Regions from separate parts of the Mus musculus genome. Here regions 2, 3 and 4 are each linked to region 1. A link is a contact called in public ChIA-PET data. All regions are on one chromosome and are shown on one strand. Each heading gives the region's core, a stretch centred on a gene start, on an enhancer-like site or on the middle of the called end of the contact. The rest is flanking DNA. Distances are from core to core; before and after follow the strand shown.

Region 1 (7,838 bases), core at 3,734-6,233:
AAGAGCATTGACTGCTCTCCCAAAAGTCTCTAGTTCAAATCCCAGCAACCACATGGTGGCTCACAACCATCCATAGTGACATCTGATGCCCTTTTCTGGTGTGTCTGAAGACAGCTACAGTATACTTAGATAGAATAATAAATAAATCTTTAAAAATTAATAAAAAATAACAGACGGTGAACGGGTTAGTTTTTTGGCAACTTGACATAAACTGGGGTCATCTAAGAAGCAGGAACCTCAATTGAGAAAACCCCCTTCTCAGATTGGCCTGTAGCTAAGTCTAAGGCGTCTTTTCTTGATTAGTGGTTAACAGGGGAAGGTCTGGTCCACTAGGAGTGGTGCTCCACTAGGCAGGCAGTCCTGGGTCACTGAGGAAGCCGTGTGCACACCGGTGAGCAGCATCCTTCATGGTCTCTGCTTCAGCTTCTGCTTCCAGTTTCCTGCCTCACCCTCCCTCAGTGATGGGCCGGGACTTGGAACTTCCCTCGCTAAGTTGCTTTTGTTCATAGTGTCTATTCCAGCCTTATAAAGCAAGCTGGGACAGAGGGCTGGAGAGGTGATAATCTTTTATTAAAGGAGTAGATGGCTTACTGTTCTCTGTTTTTGCTCCCTAGTGCCGTGGGAACATTTGCCCGAGCCCTGGACTGCAGCAGCTCCGTGAGGCAACCCAGCCTTCACATGAGTGCAGCCGCAGCCTCCCGAGACATCACCTTGGTAAGAAGGCTTTTGCCATTTGGGGTTAGCTTTTGCTCCTTGCTCAATTATGAACCATTATAACAGTTCCGGAGACTCGGAGATCTCTGGCCGCTAGCCCTTGTCTACCAAGTTGACTCAGGTTAGCAGTTGGTTAACCGGAGTGACCTCTTGTTTGTGAGCTGAGACCGGTGAACAGTATTAGGGAGCGAATAGAGAGTGGCGGGACACACCTCACCTTCTGGCGTGGCAGTTTCTGCCAGCTTTGTGCTTTTCCCTGTCCATCTATCTACTTGACTTTGGGTCACATAAAGTATTTTATTCCTTTTAATACCTAAAGGATTATTGTTGCTATCACAATTGAGATTATTGCTATGGTAACCGCATTTCACTTTGGGGGTTAATTTTTAAATAATTTTTGGTGTTCAAATATTGTGTTTTATTATGACATTTTCATACTTATTATTCTTTGTTCATATTCAGGAATTTCAAACACACACTCCCAAGCACACTCAAATGTTTATTCAAAAAGACATTTGAGACAGACTCATGTAGCCCAGGCAGGCCTTGAATTCACTGCCTAGATATGGGGGACCTTGGAACTCTGATCCTCCTGCCTCTATCTCAGTGCCAGGATTACTTGGTGCGGGTTTTATTGCTGTTTTGATTTAACTTTGTGTTGTGCGTGTGAGTGCACGGTGCACGTAGGTGAATGACTATATCACGGTGTCGGGCAGAGGTCAGAGGACAGCTTTCTTCTCTCCCTCTACATGGGCTCTGGGAGTTGAACTCAGGCTGTCAGGTTTTAGCAGCAAGCACCTTTACCCACTGAGCCATCTCCTGCGCCTGTTGTTTTTAAGGCAAGCTCTCATTCTAGAGCCTTGTCCCACCTACAGCTGCTAGAAATCCTCTTGCCTCAGCTTCTCAAATGCTGAGATAGAAGGTTTGGGTTTTCGTTTGTTTGTTTGTTTTGTTTTGTTTTGTTTTAAGATAGGATTTCTCTGTATAGCCCTGACTATCCTAGAACTTGATCTATAGTTCAGGCTGGCCTTAAATGTAAAGATCTGCCTGCCTCTGCCTCCCAGGTGCTGGGATTAAGGGCATGGGCCCTCAGTGGCTGGTGTTGCTCAGGTTTAAGACACTTGCCTAAGTCGCTGTGACCTCCTGCATTATTCAAGGTCTATTACACTTGTAAACTTTTCTTTTGTTTTTACTCATGAATTTTGCATTTTAAATTTCACAGCATCTTTTGTGAACTTGTGTACAGTTATTCTCGGCTCCAGCTGGTATTGATCGGCATGCCGACTCCCGAGTCCTGCTCCTCAGAATGTGGCTGCATGTTGTGAAATCATGCTTAACAGGGTGAAAATTTATAACCCCAAATGTCTCAATGTGACCTACGCTTTTCTTTTTTATGTTTCTGGGGTCTGCTTTTAGTGTGTGTGTGTGTGTGTGTGTGTGTGTGTGTGTGTGTGTGTATCCTCGGATGTCAGAGGGGCAGCTTCCCAGCATTCCCTCCTTTGTGAGTTCTAGGAGTTGACCCCAGGTCGTCAGGCTTGGGGCCCTGCACCTCTACCTTCTGAGCCATCTCAGTGTAGTTTATTCTCTTGGTTTGTCACTTGAGTAACTCCATGGATTAATGAGCCTTAATTTGTCTGATAAGCCAAACCTCCTGGATTTAGGTTTTAAGAGTTGAGTTCATCTGAAGCGTGCACCTGTGTTCTCCAGGCTCCTCCTGTGGTCCCCTGCCCTGTGGGACACAAGCGCTGCTTCCCATCCGTCTCGCTGCATGATGACATGGGGTGATGGGATTCACTGAGCTTCCCACGTGCTGGGCATGCCTTCTCTGGCCGACCTACCGACACCAGCCAAACACGCTTTTCCTCACCGTTTTAAGAACGCAGGAAGCTGGGCCCCCAATGCTGCGAGCTCTTGCTTTGTGTAGATAGGATGTTATCTGTAACCAGTCCTTTGTCATTTAACCATTCTCAGGAAATGGTACTTCTCAGAGAAAACTGGGCATGTGCTCTTATTATATACTCTAGCAGGTGCCTTCTGCCCTGACTGAAGACCCAGAGTGGGAAAGCCAGTCCCTGATGTGTGTCAGTTGGTGGCTGGGCCTATTTGCCTGATGGAGCCCATGTGTGGGCCTGGGAGCCACAGTGACTTTCTGCATCCCACTGCTAAAGAACATGCAGCACAGCCTTTGTTCAGGAAAATAAATAAATAAAAATTATATATATATATGTATGTATGTGTGTGTGTGTGTGTGTGTGTGTGTGTGTGTGTGTGTGTGTGTGTAATATAGTATTGCCATAGTAAATGTGTTTTCCTCTTTTGAGATGAAGACTTGCTGTGTTGCTCAGGGTAACCTGAAACTCATGGGCCTGAGACAACTCTCCTGCCTCAGCCTCCAGAGTTATCAAGATGTCAGATGATGCCGTCACACCTGGCTGAAGACTATTTATTTATTTATTTATTTATTTATTTATTTATTTTTGTTATTTCTCTGTATAGCTCAGGCTGTCCTGGAACTCACTTTGTAGACCAGGCTGGCCTTGAACTCAGAAATCTGCCTGCCTCTGCCTCCCAAGTGCTGGGATTAGTGACAGGCAGGCTTTTTTTTTTTTTTTTTTAAATTGGTCAGATGATTTCTAATCCCCCTGCCTCCACCCTTATACACTAGAATTAAAGGTGTGTGCCAGTGTATAATAGGGTTAATACTATTATGCATCTTCTAAGAAGGTGACTTCTGACTCTCTGGTATTTCCATCCCTGTTTGTTTAGTGGTCACGTTATCACACATTATTTTAAAAATTACAGTAATATATAATTGAAGATCAATTTATTTATTTAGAGACTGTCACTATGCGGCTCTGGCTGGCCTAAACTCAATCAGTAGACCAGATTGGCCTGGACTTCACTTGCCTCTGACTCCACAGTGCTAGGATTAAAGGTGTACACCATCACGTACACCCAGCTCATTACTGCAGTGTTTTTTATTAAGCAGAAGGAGACCTGGAGGCTCGGGCAGCTGGGGGCTGTGTTGCTGAATCACATCCATTCTTGTCTCTACCAAGGCCTCTCTGGTCCACCAGCTCTCCTACCTGCCTTCCGCCTCCTCATCACTAGAACGCCGCGGGTGTTTATCTTTCTGGATTAGCTATTCTTGAATATATGTGTGTGTGTGTGTGTGTGTGTGTGTGTGTGTGTGTGTGTGTGTGTGACAGACAGAGCAGAGAGAAACAGAAAGAAAGAGAGATGGGATGGGTAGGACAAACAGACAGACATATGGAAGACCTTGGCTTCCTGTTTAAACTGCTGTAGCTTCACGTTCATTTGGAATCTTAAGGTCCTAGGAATTGATGTTCAATCTGGGTGGGGCTGATTAAAACTGATGCTTAAAGTCTGCATACAGAATTTGGGCATTGCTTGCCAGATGGGATGCATGAAAAACTCGTAGCGGCCTTTTTTTTTTTTTTTAAGATTTATTTATTTATTAATTATTTTATGAATGTAAGTACACTGTAGCTGTACAGATGGTTGTGAGCCTTCATGTGGTTGTTCGGAATTGAATTTAGGACCTCTGCTCGCTCTATCAACTCTGCTCGCTCAGTCCCTGCTCGCTCTGGCCCCAAAATTTATTTATTATTATAAATAAGTACACTGTAGCTGTCTTCAGACACACCAGAAGAGGGCATCAGATCTCATTACAGGTGGTTGTGAGCCACCATGTGGTTGCTGATATTTGAACTTAGGATTTGAGCAGTCAGTGCTCTTACCCGCTGAGCCATCTCACCAGCCCTCATAGTGGCCTTTCACTGTCTGTCCATTTTCCTTGGGGACTTTATAAAGGGGACTCCAGGCTTTTAGCATTCCTCGACCGTTTGCTCATCTAGGACACCTGTACCTCTTGTCAATCACCAGTACTTGGGGGCAAGTAGCTGTTTATGCCCGGTTCTGACTTCCTCATTTTGAGGTCAGTTATGAATGCAGCAGAGCTGCAGATTTCAGGTGTTGCTGATCTAAGATCCGTAAGATTGATATTGTTAAGATACTGAGGACCCTGGTTGGTAGTGCACCCCGCAATCCTAGCTCTTGGGAGGTAGGAGCATGCAGATCAAGAGTTCAAAGTGCAAACAACAAACTATACTGTGCTCATGGAGGGTTCGTTCATACATGTTGCTCACTTCATAAAATAGAACGTATTTTGTGTAGCACACAGAGGGGAAAGCATCAACGAGAAATGCTTACACCCAGCTGACACCCTTCCCCCTCGCTTGGCTGGTAAGCACTGTAGTCAAGCCCTGCCTTCTCTTGCGGTGGGAACATCATGAAGGTCTCACACAAAGGAAGATGGCCGTGAAGTCACCAGGTAGTGCAACCCTGGTGCCAGTATTGTATGTGTGATGTATGCAATCTGTCCTGGACTGAAACATTGCTACCCTATTGTCACTGGCATTGGTAGAGTGCCCTCCACTCCACCCCTATTTGTGATGTTGGTCACAAGGCCACCCCTTGGCCTGCAGGGCAGTGTCAGCATCGTCAGGGACATGCCTCGCTCCCAGAGGAGACACGTGCTCTGCTTCTCTCTGCTGCTTGGACTCTGGAAACTAAGTAACTTGGAGAGCAGAGTCAAAGAAAGAAGTTTTGGTTGTGGCCTTGAACACCAGGATAAGTCTGCAGGTGATGAACCCAAGGCGCCAAGCAGTTAAGAAGCTGCAGGAGGACCCATCGCCGAGGATCAGTGACAGGCAGGCTTTCTGGTGGCAGGTCTGGACTGAGGAAGGTTGGCTGTGCTGGCTCAATAAGAGATGGACTCGGGTATCGGAACAGCGCTAATGCCTGTAACACAGAATATCTTCTGAAAATGCCGCCCCCTTCCCTGCTCCCATGGGATGTCCCTGAGGTGTCCCTTCCTCACCCCAGCTCTGTCTGGAGTCCTCTGGAGTCGAGTCAGGCATTGTTCTGGCAGCTGCCTGACTGTGTGTTTGCCAGATGACACTGTGGAGAGTTAACTCAGGCGGTCAGGCTTGGTGGCAACAGACATTGCTTTTATTCATTCATTTATTCATCCATTTATTTATTTATTTATTTATTTATTTATTTATATTTATTTATTTATTTATTTAAAGGAAGGCTTTAAGTGTCGTGGTTCAGCCTTGAACTTCCTTGTGTATTGATTTCTGATGCTGTTGCCTCCATCGTGAGCACTGAGATTAGGGTGTGCATTGCTGAGCGGGTGTTGCGAGGTGCTGCTGTCTGGACCCAGGAGTTCGTGTATGTCAGATAAGATTCTGCCAACTGAGACTCTTCAGCCAGTACTTTAGCACGAATGCAGGAGACCTCAGAAGATCACTGGATTTGAATGTGGGGGGAATAGAGTAGAGAATTTAAATACGCCAGAATTTTTGAAAAGAGGCTAAATGCACAAACTCATACTAAAGATTGCTTATGTCATGTAACATCTTTACTGGGCAAGCAAATCGTGTGCTGAAACCCAGTGTCTGTGTAGGGCAGGGTGGCCTCCTGTGAGGTCCGGGGCAGGGGTGAAATGTTTGAACAACAATCGTTTTTTACCACGATGATCAAAATGAACAAAAGATGAGAAATCCCCTTGCCAAGATCTCCTTGTCAGTCTTCCTCCTAAAATACTTGTGTTTGTCATTTCCATCTGTTATGAATGAGATGACATGTGACAACACCTTTGCTTTTTGGCAGAGGGAACAGCTTGTGATCAGTTATGATTTTCAGAATTTAGATTCGAGTGGATCTTGCAGCACGCATGTACGTATCTACGGAGAAGATGCGACCTCTGCAGAGTCTTCCTCTGAGGGGAGACGTAGCTTGTCCTGTGCTTAGTTTTCAAATCCATCTGTAATTTTAAGTTGAGCTATATGTGCAGTAGCATGTGTGGAGTGACTTTCATGGGTGCATGCATCACTGTAAACCCACCAGTGGGTGTAGGTAAGTGTAGTGTCCCCAGAGCTCGCTTGTCTTCCATTCACTATTCTGGAACACAGACAGATGCATCGCACTGAATTTTATTATTATTATTATTATTACTGAATGTTGTTTTTTGTTGTTTTAGAAGCTATGTTCTTTCACTTAAAGCTTTTAAAGAGCATGGTTAGATCACACAGAAGTGCATTCGAAAGCAACGCCTCTGCATGTCAGAAAGCGGAGGCTAGGAGGGACCCTCTGGTTCACATAATGAAATTGCCCCCTAGAGGTTCAGTTCCCACTGACTGCACCACCCCCTCCACCAGGCTGTGGTTGGCTTACTAGAGAAAATGAGTCTCAGTGTCAGTGCAGGCTGGAGCTGACTGGTGGCTGGGAAGCTGTCCTGCAGGCTGCGCCTCCTGAGTTGCTGGGCCGCAGTGCACATCTTTGCATCCGGCTTGTGCTGTGGCTTAAGTGTGGGTTTCCTCTGGTTAAGCAGTTGATGAGCTGTCACCTGAGACAAACACACTGAGTTCTATTGACGTCTTGGTTCCGGAGCACCAGTTAATTATAAAAATTGTCTTTATCTTTTGAGGAATTTCAGCATCACGGTTAATTTGCATGAAATTTTAGAGGAGGTGTTGATCAAACCTCGGGTGGCAAACAAGTCTGGCACTGAGCTACGCTCCAGCCCTCCTGTAATTACTGGCTTTGTTGTTTTTGTTGTTTTGAGACGGGCCTAATATATTCAAGGATAACATTGACCTCCTTGCTACCTCCACATCTCAAGTGCTGGGATTGGCTTGTGAATACTGTCTAGTCTTTTAGTTTTATTGCCTGTTGTCGAGTTAGGACATTCCAAAGTAACAGTTAATGGCCCTATCCTTAGTTGAAAGGATCCCTAAATACTATTGATCGTTCTGATTTTATAATGTGAGAAAGCTCTCAGATTTGGAGATAAAAGAAACAGCGAAATTGCAGGGTCTATTTAGTGAGGTTCACTAGAGAATCAGAAATATATCGGTTGTGAACCTTGACAGGGTGTGAGCAGGAGGCAGGAGCAGGGCGAGCATGCTACAGCCCTGGTGGGGAAGGTAGAGCTTCCCTCAGAGGGTGCTGGCCCACCACCTGCAGCAGATGAGCACAGGGCCACACAGTGACTGGCAAGGGAAACTGACAACAGACATTTTCTTCTGGGCCTT
Region 2 (7,838 bases), core at 2,938-5,437, 460 kb before region 1:
CAAATCATCTGGCTGGCCCTTGGCTTGGGTTTTTAACCAATGTATTGGCTGCCTGGACAGCCGCTGCACTCAGGGAGAGTCTGCCTTTCTGCCTCTGCTGTTGTTCGTGGACTTTCACAAGTAGGTTTGCAGAAAGGGAGTTGGTTTTCCATTGGCAGAGCCAGTCCTCCCTGCTAGCTGGCTCTTCTGCTTTCACCTGCTCCTAATCTGCTCACTGGGTACCGTGGACTCTGGCCTATGACTCAGGGCTGCCACCTTCCCTAGATGTGACACTGATGGTGTGGCCTTAGGGCTCTAGTAGACAGAATAATGATCCCCAAGAATGCCTACATCTTGGAACCTGTGAGTCTGTTTCCTTAAATGGTCTTTGCAGATATGATTAAGCTAAGGACCTTGAGATGGAGAGATTACCCGGGATTAGCCTGGAAAGCATGCTGTGATCACAGGGTTCCTTATAAGGGAAGGAAGCAAAGCAGGAAAGCCAGAGGAGCAAGGATTGCAGCAAGGTTGGAGGGGCCGAGGAATGCAGGCAGCCTTCGTGATCTGAAAAGGCCAAGAGAATGTGTGCTGCAGGATTCGAACCTCCCGAAAGATGCTGCTCTCACTGGCGCCTCCATTTCAGGTTTTAAGACTTCTAGATCAGGAACCTAATCCACATGTGGCGTTCTCAGTTGTCACACACACAATGCACAGGTCACAGAGGGAAGCCATTGCGGCTATTCTAAGTTCGGCAACGGAGCAACGAAGGCAAAAGACAAAACTGCAAACCTTTCTAGCCAACCCTGTCCCTGCTCCCTTGTACCCTGCTATAGGAAGATAATAGTTGGCCTTCGCCAGCTTGGTCCTTGCACTCAGAGCTCCTGAAGAAAGATGAATTTGGCTACCCTCAGGCTGAGCCACAGAAAACTTCAAGTCTCTGCTCCCTGCTTTTTTTTCAGAGTTTCTCTGCCAGCATGAAGTCAAGAGAGCCCTCCCCCTCCTCTCTCCTCTTAGGGTTTTATCACCTGCAAGCAGCTCTTAGAGGAGAGTGGGGGAAGGGGGAGAAATAGCTTTAGTCTAAATCTCTGTTACTAACTGGCTTTTGTTAAAGGCAAAGTATAGTCTACCCTCCTATAACACGCTGCTGAGAACTGTGGGCTTTTTCTTCCTCTGGCTCTAGGAAGGAATAATGCATATACTACCCTTTTTCCCCCCTAATTCTGGAGATTTAACCCAGGGTATCTTGCATGCTAAATCCACATTATACCACGGAACAAAACCTTCAGCCAGAATATCTCTTTCTTAAAATTTTTATTACATTTATCTGTTTATTTGTGCACGTGTGTGCTCAGATAAATGCCACAGCCTGTGTGAAGGTCAGAGGACAACTTGCAGGGGTCAGTTCTCTCTTCCACCGTGTGGGTCCTGGGATCCAACTCAGGTTGTCAGGGTGCAGCAAGCAACTGCTCCTGAGCCATCATGCGCGCGTGCGCATGCGTGTGTGTGTATGTGTGTGTGTGTGTGTGTGTGTGTGTGTGTGTGTGTGTATGTGTGTGTGCATGTATGTGTGTATATGTGTGTGTATGTGTGTGTATATGTGTGTGTATGTGTGTGTGTATGTGTGTGTATGTGTGTGTGTGTGTGTGTGTGTGTGTATGTGTGTGTGTGTATGTGTGTGTATATGTGTGTGTGTGTGTGTATGTGTGTGTGTATGTGTGTGTGTGTGTGTCATGGGCCGTTGTGGGCTTCCTGATGAGTGCTAGAGACCTCTATACACTCTGGTCCTCTATAAGAGCAGCAAGCGCTCTTAACCACTAAGCCGGTCTTCAGCCCCTGTGTGTTTTTGAGATGCGGTCTTATACTGGACAAACTGGACAAACTGGACAAACGCTCTTCCAATGGAACAGCATCTTTAGCCTCTTGTTTGTGGGTTTTGGGGTTGTTTTTTGGGGGGGATGCTTCATATATTTTTGTTTTGCTTTGTTTTGTGTTTGTTTGCTTTTTTCCAGACTGACTAAGTGGATCTTCCTGGCCTAGAACTCACTATGTTCTAGGCTGGCCTTGAACTCATGAGCCTCCTGATTCAGCCGTCTAAGATCTGGGCTCATAGGTATATACTACCAAAGTCAGCCAGTATCTTTTTAAAATAAAACAAGCAGTGCCATTTATTATCTATCTATTTATTTATTTGCCAGGAAGTGGCATGAACATGAGGGTCAAAGATCAAAGGCTGAAAGGTCAGGTCTCTCCTACCAGGTAAGTCCCAGGGATAGAATTCAGACAGTCAGGCTTGGAGGCAAGGCCCTTCCTTCATCTGCTGAGCTATCTCACTGGCCCCAATGCCTTAGTTACCAGTTACTCAGGACCCCTCTCTTTCCTCACCATGGCTTCTTCCTAACCAAGAAAGAGGGCAGTCCTGACCAAGCATCGGCACCTTGAGCTAATGACTCCAATTAAACCAAACTCCAACTCTAGACATAGAAGAATTTCACAAGGAAGAATTGTTGACTGGAGACTCCAATTCAGCTTGCCACCATTCACTACACAATGCTGGTTGCAGAGTAATCACTACAGTATAAATAATGATACTTTTTGTGTGTGTTTCCTGGGTGCCAGGAACTTCACTCAATGTTTTACCTACCTTAGCTCACTGAAGCTTTTCCCATGAGACTGGGACTGTCGTCTTCTGTATCTCACAGATGAAGATTGTGCTGATGGGGATTAGGGACACTATGGAAGCTCAGACTGCTAATAGGAGGTGAAGTCAGGGCTGTTCTAGGGTTACCTGGCAGCCGTGCCCTCTCTACCTCTGCTTGCTTGCTCCCCGAACTTGTTAAAAGGCTTTCAAGTGTACACTGGGTTTCCATTCCTAGTTTAAAGGTTCATGACAGATTTGACCACGATTTGTGGGAATTATAGATGGATTTTTTTTTCTAATACAGGGTTTCTCTGTGTAGCCCTCGGTGTCCTACAACTCACTCTGTAGACCAGGCTAGTCTAAAACTCAGAGATCCACCTGCCTCTGCCTCCCAAGTGCTGAGATTAAAGGCATGTGCCACTACCACCCAGGTAACAGATAATTAAAAAAAACAAAACAAAACTGATAATGTGTGTGTGTGTGTGTGTGTGTGTTAATTGCATCTAACTGGTTGAAATGGTAAATTTGAAGGTTTATAGTCAAGAGCAGTGGCGAGACATTTATTCTGAAAGAGTCAAGGACTGCCACCTCCACTTATAAGCCTTTAATAAATGAGAGTCTAAAATACTCTAAGTAGAATCCCAGCAGAGACTACAAGCCAAGAATGCCTGGCTTACAAAATAATGGGGGCTGCTTCTTCCCAAGTTACCATGCACAGAAGCAAAACTTGGCAGAATCTGAAACAAAAGATTTTGATTCCGTTCCTACCAGGGCTTCCAGAGAAGGGGAGCAAAACAAACTACGCAAAACTTGGTGCTTATTACTACTACCAAATCCAAGCACCTGGACCAGTCGGTATTGGGCGAGAATCCCACCCAGCTCTCTGCCCAAGGAACTCAACCCCAAATACCCACGTGCAGAGAGTAGGAGATTTCTGCCCCTCCTTATTTTCTGCAGTTCTATTTCTGGGGGAGAATTTCCACATATAACCCAGCTGCTGCCCTGACACCATCTTCATTGAGTAATCCATGGGATGTCACACCAGCCAGGCGCTAAGGGAAGCCCTGCTTTTATGGATTGGCTCTTAATTTGGGAATTTTTATTTTCTGACTTCCCTCCCTCTTTTCTTTCTTTCTTTCTTTTTTTTTTTTTTTTTTTTTTTTCTTTTTCTTTTTTTTTTTTTCCGATGGACTGCGCTGCTTTTGAGGCAAGATGCCTGAGTGGTGAAGTGTTGCCTGCTTTTGAGAAAAGGAATTCCTGCTGGTTGAGAGGCCAACAGTTGAGTGAAAGGCAAAATGTGTGCCTTTAATAGTACATCTTAATTGGCTAGCTGGCTCAGGAGAAAGGATGTGTGGGCCTGCTGTGGGCTCAGTTGCTTCTGGTACCAGTCAGATCTGAGCTGACAAGATGAGCTTGGGACATTGGATCTTATAGCCACTCCCGGGTGCCTAGAGAGCCACCCCCACCTCTTCCCTGGCACCGCAAGGCCACCTCTCTCCCTTACTTCTCAGCTGGGAGACAGCAAAGGCGAGTTTGGCAAAGTTCCCCCGTAAAAAGTCTAATCCAAACATCATGTCCGCTGAGCTCAGCGGGGTGACTCATGTGCGCTGATGTGTGGGGCTAGCAAGCAGAGATTAGGATCTGGCCCGCCCGCCCCGCCAGCCTGCCCTGCACTTCCTTTGATCAGCTCTGATGGGTTTTAATTCTGCAGAAGTAACTTCCTGCCAGCCAGCGGCAAACAGCTTTCGGTGGAGGCTCCCAAGCCGCATCTATACTGACCTACTTGTCAGAGGCCAAGCAGGCATGGGTTCATGGCACAAGGATGACATCTTGGGCTCATATCCCGCCCAGGGCAGAGAGGAGAGCCTCTCTCGCTGAGGTGACATCAGATGCTTGCTCCTTGGCCAACACTAGCAAAGCCTTGAGTTTCGGCAGCCTAGGCTCTGAACCTGCTGCTGGCTTTAGTTAAGTTAGCTAGATAATAATAATAATAATAATAATAATAATAATAATAATAATAAGCCTTTTTTTTTAAAGCTGGGACATCTCCAGCATCTGGCACAAAACAAAGCTCTCACTGGGTTCTTCAGAAATATTTCACATCTGTTTTGCTCAAGACCAAACACATTCGGAGTATATTACTTTCTGGAACCGTGCTTACCCTGCTCCGTTGGAATGTGCTTGTCTCTCCATTCTTTTAAATCCCCTCAATTAACACTGCCAAGTGGAGCACCTGACATCGGGGTGTGGACTTGCTCCAATCCCGCCCCCTCTCCCCAACTCCCTCCCCATCCCGATTTCTCTTTTGTCTCTCTTCTCAGCCAGCAGGGCAGTGAATCTATAACTCAGGCAGTATGCTAGAACCTCCCTGGGAAGGGGTGTGGTCTTTAAAAAAAAAATCTGAGACCAGACTCCACCCTAGAAGAATCTGGCCTCCATATTGTCTCAAGCTCCCATTGTGGGGGGAGGAGGGGAGCACGGATATCTAAGGTCATGTGGCTTCAGTCATCTGCCTAAAGAATGGTTCTTATCTCCTATCTCCTGTCTACCCCTCCTACCTCCATTTGGTGTGGGGGGCTTCAGGAAAAACGCTTTAGCCACATTAGGGTAAAATAGTGTCTGGGTAGGATGGCATATGTATTAGAAATTTGCTTATCTAAAGTTTGAGTGTGAAATGTCTCCCGCAGGCTGGCTCATGTGTCTGAGTTCTTGGTCTCCAGCTAATGGGAAACTGTAGAAGTTTTGTGATATAGGGCTTTGCTGGTAGACATAGACTACTAGGGATCGGGCTTGAAGGTTGTAGTCCAGCCTGCTCCTGGTCTTGTTCTTTACTTCCCGATCAGCCACAGTGTGAACCAGCCTGCTGCAGACTCTCACCAACATGGACAGAGCAACACTGGCCCGGCTGTACCTTACCCACTGTGATGAACTGATATCCACCAGCTGGCCAATCCTTCCTTCCTTGTTTCCATCAAGTAGTATCTCACCGATGAGAAAAGTGACTGGTCCATCTAATGAAAAGTATTTACTGCGCCAAGTACATAACTCAGAGGCATAGGGGGCACAGGCTCTGGGTTCAATCTTCTGTACCCCACAAACTCACACCCCAAGAATGAAGGTAGCATGCATGGTGCTCTCAATGCAAGCATATCTAGGGATATAAGGTCATGTGGAGGTATAAGCTGGAGTTCGATGGTATCCTTGGCCACATTGAACTTGGGACTAGCCTAAGCTTGTCTCAGAACAAAACTTCATTTGTTTCAGGGTTATGAGGCTGGAGCATCTGATCAGAGCTGTCCTGCTCTGTTACGACGACGGGGCAGAATGTAAGACATGGAGGGAGGAAGGGGATGAGGGAGGGAGATGAAGAACTCATTCTTTTTTGAGTAAGAAACTCCCAAGAAAGGAAGCTGTCCCTGAGTGGACGTCATTCACATAAAGCAACCATCTTTGAAAGGTCTATTTCTCAACACTGTTGTGCTGGGGATTAACCTTCCCACACACTAACTTTGAGAGGACACATTAAAACCAAAGCAATCTGAAGGTTCCAGTTGTAAACCGGGTGAGGGTGGGTGGGGACAGGGCGTGCTAGAGAGGTAGTTGATGGAATGGCAGATGTCATCAATGTGTCCAAGCACCCACCCAAAACCCCTAGGGCCTTAGGAAAAACATGTAGGCATTTGAGATTCTCCCCATGACAGGGCTGAGACTGGTATTTGGTGGATGGGGAACAAGGCGCGCTGAGCGCATTACTGTAGACGGGACGGTTTCAGTGAAGGGCAGTGTGGTCTGCAGAGCAAGTTCCAGGACAGCCAAGGCAATACAGAGAAACACCAACACCACCACCACCACCAAAAAAAGGAAAGAAAAAGGAGAGCCGGGTGGTGGTGGCACACGCCTTTAGTCCCAGCACTTGGGAGGCAGAGGCAGGCGGATTTCTGAGTTCCAGGGCAGCCTGGTCTACAGAGTGAGTTCCAGGACAACCAGGGCTACACAGAGAAATCCTGTCTCAAAAAAACAAAATAAAACAAAAGAGCAAAATGCCCAGATCAGTCCTACCCACTATACCACCTGATGAAGGAGCAAAGTTCTCACTTAGTTGATAGCTGCTCAAAGGGGTCTTATTTTTTTAAAATATATTGTTTGTGTGTGTGTGTGTGTGTGTGTGTGTGTATGTGTGTGTGTGTGTGTGTGTGTGTGTGTGTGTGTGTGTTGTGCATGCCAAGACGTATGTGAGGATGTCAGAAAACAACTTCATAGTGTCAGCGTTCTCCTTCCACCTTGGAGCAAATTCTAAAGACTGACCTCTGGTCCTCAGGCTTTCAAAGCAAGTAGCAAGCACCTCTATCCACTGAGTCATCTCGATGGCCTACTGCTTGTTTTAAAACAACAACAACAACAAAAAAACCTGGTGCAGCAGATCAGATGAAATATGCAAGGGTAAGACAATGAAAGATGAAAGTCAGGAGGAGGAACCATGAGAGGAAGGCAGAGATAATTTTATGAATGGATTCTAAACTAAAGTCCTGGTTTCTTGTCAGTTAAATAAAAAAAAGCCGGAAACACCGGCGGTTATATCATCCTTGCTGTCTGAGGAGAGGAAGCAAGATCAGCTCCTGAGGAAATGTAATCTTTCCCCTCCTGTTCAGCTCTGAACGAAACTTATCAACTCTTCAAAGTCAGGGCTGAGTAACAGCAGATTGTCTTCAGGGGAGTTTTAAACAACACTGAAAAGTGGTTGGGGCTGACACAAAGGCCTAAGAGGTTTTGGCCATCAAGCCTGATTGTTTGAGTTCAGTAATCACAGGATGGAGGGCAAGCCTTCTGACTCCCTATTACAGCCTCTGGCACTGGCGTACATGCACACACTGTAATAAAATAAACATGAAATGAAAGGTGGGGGTTGCTTTTTCCCGGTTATTTCTGTCTACCTTCTAAGAGACTCAGACTGACAGCCTTGAACTTTGACTCAATGGGGCATTTTTGTTCCTTTGCTGTGACTTGGTCTCATATCTAAAGCTGGCCTTCCACTTACTACATTGACAAGGCAGTCCTTGGACTCCTGTCCCTCCCACCTCTACTTTCCAAGTTAATTACAGGCCTTTTGCACCAGGTTTGGAGGTTTGGTTTGGTTTGGTTTAAGGCATTTCTAAAGTGAACTAAGCTAATATATTACAAATGTGACAATTTCTTTTGTTTGTTTGTTTGTTTGTTTCTCAAG
Region 3 (7,838 bases), core at 1,388-3,887, 370 kb before region 1:
GGTCTTCTTTCACATTAAGTTGATTAAGTAGATGTGTTATTCTTCTGCTGATCTTTCCTTAGCTGACTCTGTCTGTGGTGACAGGGAGGAAGAGACTGTTCCAGTCTCTCACGTCACTGTAGGGTATTAGCACTACACTTTTCATTTCTCATTTCTAATGAGCAGATTGCTGGGGATGAAAACATTTTAGGTTCTGGTACAAAAGCAGCTTGTGAAAATCAGGGTTTATTTGGGTTCCTGATGTGACGTTATGGTCTGTCATGGTGGGAAAGGCATGATGACAGTATCTTGAAGTAGCTGGTCACATTGCATCTACAACCAGGAAGCAGGGGGAAGTGTTGATACTCAAGTCTACTTGTTCCCTTTTATTTAATCCTGAACCCCAGCCCATGGAGTGTAAGTAGCTCCACCTACACTCAGGGAAGAAGGGTCTTCCTGTGTCAGCTCAGCTTAGAAATGCCGGCATCCAGAGGGTTTGTCTCCAGTGATGACCATGCAACTAACTGTCACAGTTCCTTTCAGCACCTTGTCCCCTTCTTCTTCCTTCTCTCGTCTTACCTCCCCTCTCTTCCTCCCTTTCCTCTGTTCCTTCTCTTCCTCTTCTCCTGTTCTCTTGCCACTGTTTCCAGCTCTCCCTCCTTTCTCCTGGGTTTCCTTCCCTCATTCCTTTCCCCTCTTCCTTCACTGCCCACTTCTCCTTTTCTTTTGATCCACAATCAGTCTAATTAGTGCTATGCCATACTCTGCCACTAGACCAGCCCTTTTCTTTGGCATCTTGAACAACTTTTAGATACAGTATTCATATACTTGAAAGAGTTTGTATAGGTCTTTCAGGAGGGATGTCCAACAAAGTAGATAGTAGATAGTTCTCAAACATAGTAACTAAGAGTAGGAGCCTAGCTTTCTGGCCCAAACTCAGATTTATTTGAGAAGAAAGAATTACCAATCTAATATAATCTATAAGTAAATTATTAGTACTCTTATCTTATCAAATTGATGTGGAGAAAAAGGTTGGTTGTGTCATACTGCAGAAGAGAAAGAAGTGGTTTTGCTAATCCTAGATAGAAAGCACTTCTTAACTTCAAGAGGCTGTCATCATGCAGTTTAAAGAACTATAGAACCAGCTGAAATTGGGAGGTTAAAGTTAACATACAACTGCTTCTGGCTCCCTGGGAATCATTATTAAGAATCTGAAGGCTTCCTAATTTGTGATGACTCAGACGCACTCCGCAGCTCACTTAAGTCTCATTAGTCTCTCCATTGCTTACCTATTGATGATCTGTACCAGTTGTTAATCAGAACAGTTGCTTTCTGAATTCTTATTGTAGAATACTCTTTTAAAGGCTCCCACTTTCCCACAAGGTTATTGGAAATAAATGTAGGTGGTTTTCCACATTCCACTTCTATCAGCTTACAGATTCATTGATCCTGTGTAGTCTCCTCTCCTTCACAGCTCTGCATGTTCCGTTTGGGTTACGGTTCATTTATTAACTATTTTTTTGTGTGTGAATGTGTTTATAGCAGTCATATTACTTGTGTTTATTTTGGGTTGGTATAGGTTTTTTGTAAATACAAAGTTTTAAAGTAACAAATTGAAGAAAATCCTCTGCCACCTTCAATACTTTTTTGTGAATCTGTTGTTTAGTTGACTTCAGAAGTGCTCACACAAAAAATACATTGTAACTCTTTCTCCCTTCCTCACTTCTTCCCCTCACCACCACTCCCCCCCCCCCTTCAGAGGTGCCTCTGTAATAACAGCCTCTCACATGAAAAAAAAACCATTATATTCATTGTCACCTGGCTTTACATGGTGTGAGACAGACTGAAATATCTCTGACTTTACGTTACTTGTCAGCATCAATGGTTTAAAATGAGTGTATACAAGCAGTCGTGAATTGTTTTATCTTATAGATTAATTGATACTACTATAGCTTGTAACATTTTAAAATAATTTTGAAAATGACTTAATTATGTTTATTAGTGAAATGGTTATATCATATATAGTCTAAATATTTAGGTTTTAAAATTAATGAAAAGTGATTATTCTTTATGCTCCAAGTGGGTTTCATTTTAAACAAAAGCAAAAGGAAGAAGGAAGTGTGACCTGCCACTGCACGCACAGTGTTTATTTTTATTTCCTACCCAAAAAAATGATCACTTTTGTACTTCTGAAGTGGTATTTATAGAAATGGTACTGTGTTGCAGTTTCAGAAGAAGGAGAACTTGGGTTTGGATTTGAAGCTGTGGATGAGGAGCAGCTGAAGCACCCAAGCCTCCAACCAGCCTCAAGCCAGCGCATGGCTGTGGCAATCACGTCTGTTAGCTGTCTCTGTGGCCTGAGGCAGTTCTGTTTCCTGTTTGCTTGCTCTCCTTCAGCTTCTTTGTGTCACTTTATCAATGAGCAGAAAACTTTTAGCTCAGAGAGCAAAGGGACAGGAGAGGGACTGTCTTAAGCATGTTTTACTTGTGTCAGCCTAGATGGGCTTTGTGATAGGCCATCTGGATGGAGAGGATTTCCTCAGAATGTCAAGTATGTCGTGAGATTTTGAGCTGGGGTTTTCTTGCAGTGTCCGGAAAGGCAGCAGGAAACAGGCAGAAATGCTAAGAGCGGAAGACAGCTTGCCAGTGGCTTCAGTGTGTGATTCCTGTATGTAGAAGAGTCCTGTCTGTCACACTTGACTTGCTTGAACAAAAGAGGCTGGAGGTGGGGACTAATCAAGATCCTGTTCTTCCCTGCACTCTTAAGTGTGCCCGAAAAGAATGGCATAAGTGTTGGCCTAAGTGCTCTGAGTACTTAAAACTGCTCACTTTATAACAAGTGTGTGCTACACGGTTTTCTTCTCCTAAGAAGCATACTCTTCTTAGATATTAATTAGATATTAATCCTTTCTCAAGAATAATATATTACATAAGTTAGTTATGTAATGTACTATTATCCTTGAGAAAAGAATAGAAAGCACTAGCTTTTCGTGGACAGCAATTTAAAATAGTGCCTCCTAAAAAATCAGATTGTATATTTCATCCTCAGTCAGGTCCAACCAAAGCCCTCATGGAAACAGAATTATCTGCACATATTTTAAATTTTGTATTGGATTAATGATAGAATAGTTACTATTTTTTTGAAACTAGGTACCATCCTTGGATTACAGTAGTAAAATGACCTTTTTTCATGTTTTTTTTTTAATTAAGATATTTATTTGTTTTATGTATGTATGCTCTATCTGCAATTATACCTATGTGCCAGAAGACGGGGCATCAGATCCCATTGTAATTGGTTGCAAGCCACCGCATGATTGCTGGGAATTGAACTCGGGGACCTCTGGAAGAGCAACCAATGCTCCTAACTGCTGAGTCATCTCTCCATCCCCCTTTTTCATTTTCTTAAACACAATTTTTTGTGTTATATGCTAGATGACTTTTAGTGACAATAGCTTACAAGGGAAAAGCAGTCTTTTTTAAAGTAGATAAGTGTGTCTCAGTGTTCTGTTGCTGTGAACCATGGCCAAAACAACTCTTCTGAAAGAAAGCTTGGAATGAGGGGCTTCCGTACTGTCTCAGAGGTTTAGTCAATTATGCTCATGGTGGGGAGTGTGATAGCATGCAGGCAGGTGCTGGAAAAGAAGCTGAGAGCACCTGGTCCTCCAGCAAGGCCACACCTCCTAAGTAGTGTCACCCCATGGTAACTAAGTATTCAAATATATGAGCCTGTGGGGACCATCCTTATTTAAACCACCCAAAGTATTATTTCACTTTCAAAATCAGAAAGGAGTCTTGCTTTTGTTATCATTGTATTGTTAAACAGAGGTAATGAATATTACTGATTACTACAAATTTAAAATACCTGAGTTTTAAAATATTATTTAGTTAAAAACTCTTCTTCTAGAAGATTTTTACTTCGGAAATAAGATATTCAGATTAGTAAGAAACATTAAACCCTGCCCGAGTGTGTCTATATGTGCATTTGTGTTTCCAGCATAGACCTTTTCCTTTGGTTTGTTGTTTTGTTTTTAAATTTGTTTATTTTATGTGTATGAGTACACTGTGGCTGTCTTAAGACACACCTGAAGATCTTATTACAGATGAGCCACCATGAGGTTTCTGGGAATTGAACTCAGGACCTCTGGAAGAGCAACCAGTGCTGTATGTGTGTGTGTGTGTGTGTGGTGTGTGTGTGTGTGTGTGTGTGTGTGTGTGTGTGTGTGTGTGTGTGTGCGCGCGCGCGCGCACGCTTTCCTTACAGTTATTTCCTGGAATTAATCTTAGCTATTGCAGAATGCAAATTGGCATTGACTCTTTGATATAGAGTTACATCATTTCTGACTCTCTGCAGACGTATTTAATGACAACCCAGTCCGGTTAATAGTCAAACAATAAAGGTAAGTTGCTGGGTGATGAAGAAGTGCCTCTGCCAGTAGGGAAAAAACAAACTTCTGTATCTCTTTCTCCTTTTTTCCCCCTGTTCCACTAACTGGCAAATTAGTTATAGATTTTGTTGTGTCTTTAAGAGGAGGTATTTGAAGGCCTTGGAGTACTTTGTAATGATTCCATACCTCTCGTTACTGGTAATATGCATTGAATATCATATTTATAAGTTTACAGAAGGATTTTCACTTAATTGAACAAAAAAGTCCATAACATAATTTTACTTTACTCTTTGGGGTCCCTCCAAGCCTCATGCCAGCAGAGGAAGGATTCTCTGTGCAAGAAGGAGACCCTGGTCAGCGCTCCTCAGTAGCTGGTGCTAGTTCAAACTTCCAGTCTTGACACTAGACAGTTAATCTTAGACATATTTAAGTACAGTACAGTACAGTTTGGGAGAAAAGTTTCCTGGTAACAATGATCTCAACCCCACGTTCACAAAAAAACTTAAAGTGTAAAACTCTTTTGTCAAGCACATTTGACTTGTAGAGTGAAGATGGGTTCTGTAAGGGCCTGGGATCTGGTGTGCTGTCTGACTGAGACAGCTTAGAGGAGAGCAGGCTATCACGTGACATTCCCTACTAAGGGTGGTGTATTGTCTAAGAAACAGCGCTTAAGATAAAGCTCTGGGGAGGGAGAGTCTGGGATAAACGTACTAATCTGGGATCCCTGAGCTATCTATTCCCAGCCTCCTGGGTGGAAGGCATGCCTATGTATCCTCCTGTTGAAGAGACCAGCCGTGTGCTCAACAGCCCTGGTTTCTCTAGTCCTTATCTGTGAGCAGGAGGACCTCAAAAGTACTCTTTACAAAACTTTTTTGTGTGTGTGGCAGGGTGGTGCTTGCACACTCCTTTAATCCCAGCACTTGGGTGACAGAGGCAGGTGGATCTTTGTGAGTTTGAGGCTAGCCTGATCTACAGAGTTCCTGGATAGTCAAGGCTACATAGAGAGAAACCATCTCCTAAAACCACAAACAAAAAATTACTTTGCTTACATTTTTTTTATAGGAAATTCATCTGAAAATTCTCTGAAATCCTATTTCCCAGAGACTTGTTCCTGCATTTCCGTGTGTTTACCAACTGAAACCACTCTGCACAGACAGACACTACAGCATTGATGCTGAGCTGCAGGGTTTCCTCTACAGTGTGTTCGTTCTGTAGTCAGCATATGTTTGTGATTATAAATATGCACTGGCCTTTTTATGATCTGTGTGGCATGCCACAATATAGTGACTTATTTGATTAACACCTGCTGACTGTCATTTGGGCTGTACAGTTGTTAAACTGTATGTGCTGTTTTAATGGTTTCTCCAAGTTCTTACTCTGGACATTTCTAGTGTTCTTGTGTAATCTGCCATTACTCTTCTGTCTGGCATTTTAGCCAGGAGTGATGGCACACACCTTTAATCTCAGCTCTTAAGGAGATAGAGACTGGTAGGTCTCTGAATTTGAAGTCAGCCTGGCAATTTATATTGTATGTCTTCTCATAGATGGACTTTTTTAAAAATAGACACATAATAGATCTAAGGGTCATATTATTAACAACTATGATTTTTTTAAAAATCCTCCCAATTTTCTTATTTGTATGCTATAAAATCTCAGGGCTCTTTGGGAATACAACTTCATTTCTTTCTTTTTGGAATTTAATTTGCAAAAGTAATTACATTATCACACATAAAAAAATAAATATAATCTGTTCATCTCACCCTATCTTTTATAGAAGAGAAAATCACTCCCACCCTGCACAGATATGCGTAAAATAGTATTTGGTACGGTTGCAATTTTCCTCACCAAGATCTATGTACTCAAACCTCAGCCCGTTTTTTTCATTGGTCATTTGTAATAGTTCCTTTTCTGTGTTCAGGCTTTTGCCAGTTTTTCTGTAAGATCTTTAAAAACTGATTTATAGGAATTGTTTATCTGGGATGCTGTTCCTTCAGGGGTGTTGTGTGCTACATCTGCCTGTTTCCTATTTGCAGATTGCCCTGTTGGTTTGCATTCTGAATCCTAGTGTAGTTAAGCGCCAGTCTGTCCTGGTGGGAACACTTGTCCTTTCTGTACCTTGTTCATGTGCGTCTTCCTGCTTAGAGCATATGAACATACTTTATATAACTGACATTTTATAACTTTGCCTTTGTGTTTTAGTCTGCTTTATGTATATATTTTTGCATATGATTGCAGGCTTTCAGTACACCCAATTTAAATGAATTTGTAAATTTTAACTTAACAGTTTGGGAAGTCTAGCCACTATGTAGATCCACCTCTGCCCCCCAGACTCTTCATCCATGGAGACACGGGGGCACAAATACTAAGCCTGATGTTAGGTTTACTTTTTTCCTTTGTGTTGAGGTTAAGTGATGTCCTCTGATAAGTTTACTCTCTTTTCTTTATAGTTGTTATTCTCTTTCTTCAACTCCTGTGATACTAAAGAATTATTTTCATTTCTAAAATTTCCATTTAAAAATGTCTGCTTTTTGTTGAGACTCCCATTGTTCACTTTTTAAAAAACAAAACAAAACAAAACAAAACAAAAAACGTTTTTTTCCCCTTTGTGGAACAGAGCAGTTAGTTTCCGAGTCCCTGCTCTAGAGACTCTCACACATTCCCAAAGAGATGGTTACAAGTAATCAGAGCAAGCAGAGAGATGGGAGAGGAAGAAGAGTTCAACAGCTCAGTTTATATGCTAACTTACACATGTATACATGCATATATGTGTGGGCCAACATGGACACTGGGCATTGATCATCCTTTCCCTTTGGAAAGCCTAGCTTGGAGGATTTCGTGTGCAGGCTTACAAACGTCCTCTGTTGTCATGGCACTCTTGGGCTCTGAAGACCCCTTCTCTGCTTTCTTGTTAGGAAGCTGAGTCCTTTCCTTTTGTTGCCTCCCACACCCAGGTGAAGCACTGGTGGAAGGAAAAGAACACGCAGGCAAGCCCTTCCTACCCCAGCGCTGCTGCCTGCCTGCCTGCCTGCCTGCCTGCCTGCCTGCCTGCCTGCCTGCCTGCTGCCTCCTGCCTGCCTGCCTGCCTGCCTGCCTCCTGCCTGCCTGCCTGCTGCCTCCTGCCTGCCTGCCTGCCTCCTGCCTGCCTGCCTCCTGCCTGCCTGCCTGCCTGCCTGCCTGCCTGCCTGCCTGCCTGCCTGCCTGCCTCCTGCCTGCCTGCCTGCCTGCCTCCTGCCTGCCTGCCTGCCTGCCTCCTGCCTGCCTGCCTGCCTGCCTGCTGCCTCCTGCCTGCCTGCCTGCCTCCTGCCTGCCTGCCTGCTGCCTCCTGCCTGCCTGCCTGCCTCCTGCCTGCCTGCCTCCTGCCTGCCTGTCTGCCTGCTGCCTCCTGCCTGCCTGCCTGCCTCCTGCCTGCTGCCTCCTGCCTGCCTGCCTGCCTGCCTGCCTGCCTGCCTGCCTGCCTGCCTCCTGCCTGCTGCC
Region 4 (7,838 bases), core at 3,875-6,374, 320 kb before region 1:
AGAATTTGTGAGTGCTGTGGAATATTGCAGAACCCTGGTGTGGCTCAGCCTGGCTTGTAGGAAGATTGTAAGTTAGCATCGCAGCTGCATTTACATGGGGCAGAAATGTTAAGACTACAGAAGGGCTTTTATAAGTTCTTAAAGAAGACTATGTTTCCAAGGTTAGAGATGGTTCAGCAGGTAGAACTAACTGGTCCTGCTCTTGCAGAGGACCAGCTCCCAGCACCCACACATCATGTACCACCCGTGACTCCAGCTCTCTGGAAGTCAGGCCTCCATGGGCACCTGCACTTAGGTGTGAGCAAGCACACAGACATACATGTGCATAAACATGATTAACAAGTAAAGGATATACTTTGCTTCAGCACCTTGTCTCTTTTGTTAGGGTTATTTTTGATAAATTGCAAGTTTTTTACTTTTTCCCTTAAAAATGGGTTTTTGTTATTGTAACTTCTAAAGCAAGCAAGGTACAATTGATTGTACTTGAAATTCTCTGTCAGAAAATCTCACCTTAAAAACATAAGCGAAGACAAATAATCCGTTCTGTATAATTTAGAGAGCACTGATGTGTAGGGGAGTTGAAGCAAATGAACTACAGAAGTGTTTTCTCTTTTGTAGTTAGGTCTACCCCGGGAAGTCCTGGTTCCCCCGCTGGCCGTTCTTTACCCCTTTCCAGGATGTGTTGCAGGCCCTCTACTGAGAGTGTTCCTGTCTGATCTCTGGTTCAGCTTTCCCAGGCATTGTATATGAATGCAATCTATCACAAATGAAGAATAACGTGTCACAGTCTCCTGATTGTCAGTGTAGATGCTGTAGTCATTCAAGACCACAGGCTTGTGCTTGTCTCTTCCCCTCTTTTCTCTCATCCAGATTCCTCAAACTCCTAGATGTCCGTTGCCAGAATTGGTCATTGTAAAGCAACTAAAACTTAACTCCAGAGTATTTATTTGTTCCTATTCAGGGTAGAAAGGAAAGCCTTGGGGGTTGGGGGGGGGGGAGCATTTTGTTAAGAAGGACTGGGTTCTAGGGCTAGCTAGATACCTGGGCCTTCTCTCCCCACTTTCCTCCTGCATGTTATTCTAGCAGGAGACTGTCCTTGCCTACATCATAAAGATTTGAGTGCTTGGTAAATGCCTTCTACTATGTGTGTGTTTGAAGGTTGGGATGGAAGCACTGCTGTGTGGGTTGTTGGTAGGTCGGGATGGAAGTGCTGCTGTGTGGGTAACTATTTGGCATTACTTGCTAACATGTGCCTACTTGCTGACATAGCCTGTTGCTCTCCAGAGTATATAAACTCAACAGAAATCAGTTGACGTGATTGGTTCACCAGAATGCAGATTACATTGTAGTTTACGATAGCTAAAAGAAAAAAGAGTGGAACTACCCTAATTCCAGTCAGCAGGAGATTCATTCTCTCCCTCCCCCTCCTCCCCCTCCATCCTTTTCCAAAGAGTATTTTATATTTCACAGCATTTAACATCAACATGAATGGAACTCATTCAGGGTTGGAAAAGCCTGTAACCATTAAAGGAGTACACTGTGTGCGCTTCTGCTTAGGTGAAGCAGACAGAGCTCACCCTCTGCCTTCCTAAGCACGGGCACGGGCTGGATGACTAAAAGGAGATGTGGTCTCTCTCTAGCTCTGCTGCTTTGAGCTTTTAAACATCACATGGCTCTTGCATCTTACATAGTGTGCTTTCCCAAATATGTAAGACGTAAGCTATAGTTCTTAACAAATGTCTTATAAAAAGTAGCAAAAGAATTGCTATAATAGCATAAGTATATCAAATTTAAATCTTACTAAAAATTCTGGTTTGTTTGGGGTTTTTTTTGTTGTTTTTTTTTTTTTTTTGGAAAAATAAGTGTTAGGAGAAAAAGCAAACTTCCTAAACTATTTTTTCTGACTTTATAATGAACTCTAATTAGATTTTGGTAATAGTAAGAATATACATTCTTTTAAAACTATCACTTTTTTTTCCCACAGACAACAAACGAAGTTGTTTTGGCTGTAGAATTCCACCCAACAGATGCAAATACAATAATAACATGTGGTAAATCTCATATTTTTTTCTGGACCTGGAGTGGCAACTCACTAACAAGAAAACAGGGAATTTTTGGGGTAAGGATCAGACTGTTGGAACATCATTGTTTGTGTGTGGGTGTATGTAGGTGTGTGTGTGTGTGTGTGTGTGTGTGTGTGTGTTTAATCTTTTATTGTAGGGTAAGTATAAAATCACCATGCCAAAGAGAAAACTAAAAATTCTCATTTTATTATAGAAATATGAAAAACCAAAATTCGTTCAGTGTTTGGCATTCTTGGGGAATGGAGATGTTCTCACTGGAGACTCGGGTGGAGTCATGCTGATCTGGAGCAAAACGATGGTAGAGCCCCCGCCCGGGAAAGGACCTAAAGGTATCTTCTCCTTCAGCGCTGCATCCCTTACCAACCAGGAGAGCGCTCCAGAAAGAGCCTTCTAAGGAAGTTATTCGTTGTGCATATATAATCTACGTGTAACCATATAGAACTCTTCCCTCCAGAAGTTTAATATGAGAGGGAGAACACATACATACTAATTTAAACTATATAAAGTTTCACTCTCCTGAGCTGGTCCTCAGCAGAACTCATGGTCATGCTGTTAGGAAAGACAAACGGAGAGAATGAGCGAGCCATAGTTCTGTCCCTCCTTTCCTTTCCTACCTGCACCCCTCTTCCCAACCCTGCTGGGAGGGCTTGGCCTTCTTCCCACACATTAGCAAGGCACAAGCCAGGCACACAGGAAGAAGACGTTTTACAAATGTTTATCACCCTAACTCTTTGTCAGGCTCCTGTTCCAGAACTCAGAGGTCCAGCCTTTTGGCCTGCTCACTCAGCACGTCACGTGCACGGGCCTTCGCCTAGGTGGTAAGAGCCTGGCCTGGTGCTACCGTCTGCCTGCGTCTGTGTCTGTGTTTGAGTGGACAGAGCCTTCCAGCTGTCCTCCCTGGTCAGGCGAGATAACCTGCTGGTCATGGAGACTCTCTCTTGGCAATGAGAGGAACAGAAGAGCTTGCCATTAGACTTGGGTAGGCTTGGCCACACAGTTAAACCTCAGCATAAAGTCTTTAAACTCAAAAACAGTAATTTTTCTCAGCAAGTATTTCAAATGTTTAACCTAAGTTAGACTGACAGAATTATGGATTCATAAGAGAAAGATTTTTCAACTGTAATGTTTTATTTATAGTCTGTAAAAGAAACTTGGAATATGCTTAAATGTGAAACACAGCATTTTTTTTTAACTTAGTTACTATCTGGGCTTTGTGTCAGCATCCCAGCTTGAAAGGCAGTGAGTGGAACCGAGCCACTCACGTGATGGAGGTTTTATCCTGATGAGACAGTTCTTTAAGTAACAGGGTGGCTGAATTAAGAACAGAAAACTTTGATTTTCCTTTGTGCATTTTTCACAGGGAGCCATGGTGTTCACACCTGATGTTTAATGGGTGTTTGTGTTAGACAGGGTCTGACTGGTGGACCTAACTGACTGACCTGGAACGCATAGAGATCCACAGTCTATGCCGCCTGCGTGCAGGGAGTAAAAGTGTGTGCCACCATGCCTAGCTGTTTTTGCAATTTCTTTCCTTTTGGAGGTGGGGGTTAATTGGGGGTATGGCATGTTTCAAAACAAGATTTTTCTGTGTAGCCCTGGCTGTCTTGAAACTAGCTCTGTAGACCAGGCTGGTCTTGAACTCAGAGATCTGCCTGCCTCTGCCTCCCAAGTGCTGGGACTTAAAGCACGCACCACCACGTCTGACTAGTTTTGTAATTTCAAAACTACTTACTACTTGGACCACGTACAAGAAGGGAGAGCTTCGATATGCCTGCTCACTGTTTACACTCTTTTCCTTCCTCTGTCCTTGACTTAAGGGACTCGGCAGTGCTCAGAAAATTCACATTTTTTTAGATGTCCTTTCTCTCCTGGGCACCTGGGTGCAGTCAGCAAAGATGGATAAATTGTGTAGACAGACATCCACTGATCATACTGTGTTGCTCAAGAGGTGGGTTGTGTTTAGCTGGAGGCAGTAGATGGGAGCAGTAGGTCCATTGCGCCTTTCTACCAGGGACGCACCGCAGCTCTCACGGTCAGCTACGGCTGAAGACATTTTAGTGATGCCAAACCCTTGTTAATTTCAGCTAATTTTGCAAACTTAATGACAGCTCTAATAGAAAAGTAAGTTAATCTCAGTAAGAGCCTTGTTGATACATCGTTCACATGACATAAAGTGTGCTCCTTTTAAGAGTGCAGTCAGTAATGCTTGCTATATCCACTTATGCTCTTTGTCGGGGTCTACTAGGAAGGAGCCGTGCACCAATTAGCTTTCCCCATCTCTCAAAATAAAGTAAAATGTGTGGCTTTAGATAACTAGTTTTTTATTTGGCTTTTTGTTTTCTAACATTTTTCGCTATATAGGCCAGGCTGGTCTAGAACTTACTGTGTAGCCCAAACTGCCTCCTAGGATTATAGGTGTGCTCTACCATGACTGACGATAACTGGCAGTTTAACTTGGCAAGTTCCTAAGGTCCATCCTTCGAGACTTGTTGTCCCTTACCTCCCCTTGACCTAGTGTTCAGTCATCTAGGCACAGCCCTGTTCTACTTACTTACCCAGTCATCAGTTGCTATGCAATTTTTAAAAATGAGTGGTTTTTAAATCTTTTTTTTTTCTTCCCGTTTTTCCACAAGAGCTAAGGCTATTTTGTTGACTTTTGCCATGTTTAAACAAGGCTCTGGCTTCCATTGTGAACCTGGTAACGAATTCTGTAAGGCATTATCTCCCACAGGCTGGCTGTCCTCATGTCTCATTAGCCTCCCTTGACTGCTACAGCCCTGCCCTGAGTAAGCGACACGGACTTGGTTTGGATGAAGTCATTTCTTTTGTTTCTCAGCAGATTAGAAAGGAGAATTCAATGTTTATTAGTGATTGCCATGCCCTGAGCTTACAGAGGCTTTTGCAAAGCTCCAGGGACACTGAGGTGGGAGGCTGGGATCCTGGCTACAGCTTTACCGATACCTGGGATCCTTGCTTTGCAAACTCGTCACACTCACACTACTCTAAAACTGCACAAAGCTATCACGGGAGATGACGCTGACGTTGGTGCTGAGCTGCACTTTATATCCCCTGTGGTCTGAACAGGAAGCACTGTTGCAGCAGCTTACAGGGTTGTTTTTTGTTTTGTTTTTTTAAGGATGTATCTTGTTTATTAGTGTTCTTGCCTAGCTAGCATGCACAAGGCCTTGCTTTGATCCCCAACACTACATAAACTGAACATTTGGAAGGTAGAGACAAGATATTTAAGGCCATCCTCAACTACATTACAAGTTCAAGGCTAGCCTGGGATAACAAGAAGACCCACTTAAAAACAACTTTAATGCCTCCCCAACTCCACCAAACACAGAGAGGGAGAGAGACATACAGAGAGACAGAGACAGAGATTGAGAGAGAAAGGCTGTTGCTTACAGGGTTTTTAAAGAAAATATTTGTAGAGTGCATGATCCTGCTGTAACTGTAAAGGACTACATTCAGTCTGAAGTCTCTGTGCCTGCCATGTTTCTGTAGCTTACTGGGACCAGGTTCTTGCTTAGGGAAATGTGAACTGTCTGCGAATTCACCCTGTAGCTCTGCTAAAGCTGGTTTCCAGAGAGATACTAAAGTCTAATAAAACGTGTTTATTTCTCGTGTTTTCATTTTTTTCTTACCATATTAGGTGTGTATCAGATCAACAGACAAATCAAAGCTCATGATGGCAGTGTGTTTACACTTTGTCAGATGAGAAATGGGATGCTATTAACTGGAGGCGGAAAAGACAGAAAAATAATTTTGTGGGATCATGATCTGAACCTTGAAAGAGAAATAGAGGTAAGGCTGGGAATGGAATCTTAAAGCAAAACTCTACTCACAGCCGGGCGTGGCAGCACACGCCTGTAATCCCAGCACTGAGGAAGCAGAGGCAGGCGGATTTCTGAGTTCGAGGCCTGCCTGGTCTACAGAGTGAGTTCCAGGACAGCCAGGGCAACACAGAGAAACCCTGTCTCAAAAACAAACACAAACAAACAAACACTCTACTCATGCATTTTGTCCCATTTTGAGATAGCTTTTCTGGTTCCTTCTGTTCATTCCCTCCCCATAGGAAAGCATTTGTTACAACACAGAGGACTCTGCTCTAAACAGAATAATGTGGAGTTTGAGGGCTTTATTATGCAGTGCAAGAAATTAAACTCAGGGTCTGTCACAGGCTAGGCAGATCCAGATAAGCAGAGACATTTTAAAACCAACCCTTCCTGAGGAAGAAACGTGCCATCTCTCATTCTGTGGATCAGTTATCAGTGTGAAGGACACTGGGCGTATGTCACATAGTGTGTGAATGAAATGGTCTCACAAGGAGACCTGAGAATGGCCATTGTAATACTTTACAATCCAGTCATCCCTTCATTTCTGTAAGGGAGTAGTCTCTAGTATCTGCATAGATGCTAGAATCTGTAGGTACTGAAGTCCCTTACCCACTGTAGTCAAGTATTTCTATGGACTTAAACTTTAAATTGTCTTTGTATTGCTTACCATACCTGATACAGTGTGACTGCTATGGAAGTATTTTACTGAACTGTATAAGAACTAATCAATGGTGGGCAGGGGTAGGGTGGATACACACTCAGTACATACATACATACTCAGTACACACATACATACTCAGTACACACATACATACTCAGTACACACATACATACTCAGTACATACAGAAGGTTTTTCACCTCAGTATTTTCAGTCCATGGATGATTTAGCACTTGAATACAGAGTCTACAGATTAAAGGGCCAGCTGTGTTTTGATTTGCTGTAATTTTTATCTTTCGGTCCCTGAATAGGGAATAAATGTATTATCCCCATGTCATAGATAAATGAATGGTCTTAAGCTAAGTAACTTGCCCAGAAGAACATGAAACAAATCCCAGACCATATTCTTTATGAGCTCGGATAGAACTTCCTTCCTCCCCCACATTTCTATAACCCTCAGTATCATACAGAATATAAATGTAAATTTTACTGAAGTGGGCTGCAAGTTAGATCACTGACAAGCTTGAATAGCATGTGGGAGACCCTGTTCTACAAAGATAATTATGATAAATGTGGCAAAGAATGTTAATAATAATACATTATAACTTCTGTGTAATAAAATGTAATTGAACATTAAATTACAATCTGATGAGACCACCACATAGTTTCAGGTTTAGAGTCTGTCTTTATTACCCTCTAACTGCAGACAGCTGTGAGCATAGCGCTGTTGAGGTAGTAATTATTGCATGTCACTGTTTGTGGTAACTTCACACCTTCATTTGTTCCAGGTTCCTGATCAGTATGGCACCATTAGAGCAGTTGCAGAGGGAAGGGCAGAACAGTTCTTAGTAGGCACATCACGAAACTTTATTTTACGGGGAACGTTTAATGATGGCTTCCAAATAGAAGTCCAGGTAAGCTGTGGGATGCCCACGTTTTCTTCATTATTTCTCGACAATATGCTTTGGTTCTTACAAGGAGGGTTTTTTCGTTTTCAGGGTCATACAGATGAACTCTGGGGCCTTGCAACACATCCCTTCAAAGATTTGCTCTTGACGTGTGCTCAGGACAGGCAGGTGTGCATGTGGAACTCAGTGGAGCACAGGCTGGAGTGGACCAGGCTTGTGGACGTGAGTGCAAAGCTTCCCCGTGCAGACTCCTCCCAGTGGTGCTCGATGAAGCATTCATTTAATGTATGCTTGCAGTTTGGTAGGAGGGTCGAGAGTAAGGCATTTGTCTGGCCTCCTTCCAGTGTG

What was found. ChIA-PET counts read pairs in DNA pulled down with a chosen protein or histone mark.
Region 2: an RNA polymerase II ChIA-PET map of memory CD8 T cells shows a contact between it and region 1, with 25 read pairs. The contact joins two enhancer-like sites. A contact is called at or near these places in 4 of 115 datasets of contacts at active chromatin or transcription factors (T-cell acute lymphoblastic leukemia, bone marrow-derived macrophages, embryonic stem cells and 1 more) and 1 of 9 other capture datasets (embryonic stem cells).
Region 3: an RNA polymerase II ChIA-PET map of memory CD8 T cells shows a contact between it and region 1, with 71 read pairs. The contact joins two enhancer-like sites. A contact is called at or near these places in 3 of 115 datasets of contacts at active chromatin or transcription factors (the HPC-7 cell line, effector CD8 T cells and memory CD8 T cells).
Region 4: an RNA polymerase II ChIA-PET map of memory CD8 T cells shows a contact between it and region 1, with 231 read pairs. The contact joins two enhancer-like sites. A contact is called at or near these places in 1 of 484 Hi-C or Micro-C datasets (nephron progenitors) and 2 of 115 datasets of contacts at active chromatin or transcription factors (effector CD8 T cells and memory CD8 T cells).

Annotation. Positions count from the first base shown.
Region 1 is chr17:83,765,893-83,773,730 of GRCm38.p6, forward strand. It overlaps Mta3 (metastasis associated 3), which reads left to right. Exons shown (of 17, transcript NM_001379391.1): 8 at 615-714. Gm46597 (predicted gene, 46597) reads right to left here. Exons shown (of 3, transcript NR_168497.1): 2 at 6,979-7,150; 3 at 5,747-6,051. Among named protein-coding and RNA genes, the nearest start is that of Gm46597, 8.2 kb to the right of the region's middle. Within about 2 kb of position 4,984, at least 16 of the 459 cell types and tissues checked have an H3K27ac peak or open chromatin away from gene starts, as enhancers often do. A contact at or near this core is called in memory CD8 T cells, where this site is marked.
Region 2 is chr17:83,308,409-83,316,246 of GRCm38.p6, forward strand. No RefSeq gene overlaps it. Among named protein-coding and RNA genes, the nearest start is that of Eml4, 39 kb to the right of the region's middle. Within about 2 kb of position 4,188, at least 237 of the 459 cell types and tissues checked have an H3K27ac peak or open chromatin away from gene starts, as enhancers often do. A contact at or near this core is called in memory CD8 T cells, where this site is marked.
Region 3 is chr17:83,395,309-83,403,146 of GRCm38.p6, forward strand. The region is part of intron 1 of Eml4 (echinoderm microtubule associated protein like 4); the gene reads left to right. Among named protein-coding and RNA genes, the nearest start is that of Eml4, 48 kb to the left of the region's middle. Within about 2 kb of position 2,638, at least 147 of the 459 cell types and tissues checked have an H3K27ac peak or open chromatin away from gene starts, as enhancers often do. A contact at or near this core is called in memory CD8 T cells, where this site is marked.
Region 4 is chr17:83,448,662-83,456,499 of GRCm38.p6, forward strand. It overlaps Eml4 (echinoderm microtubule associated protein like 4), which reads left to right. Exons shown (of 23, transcript NM_001379374.1): 12 at 1,985-2,119; 13 at 2,278-2,413; 14 at 5,740-5,891; 15 at 7,371-7,496; 16 at 7,581-7,712. Among named protein-coding and RNA genes, the nearest start is that of Gm46594, 20 kb to the right of the region's middle. Within about 2 kb of position 5,125, at least 26 of the 459 cell types and tissues checked have an H3K27ac peak or open chromatin away from gene starts, as enhancers often do. A contact at or near this core is called in memory CD8 T cells, where this site is marked.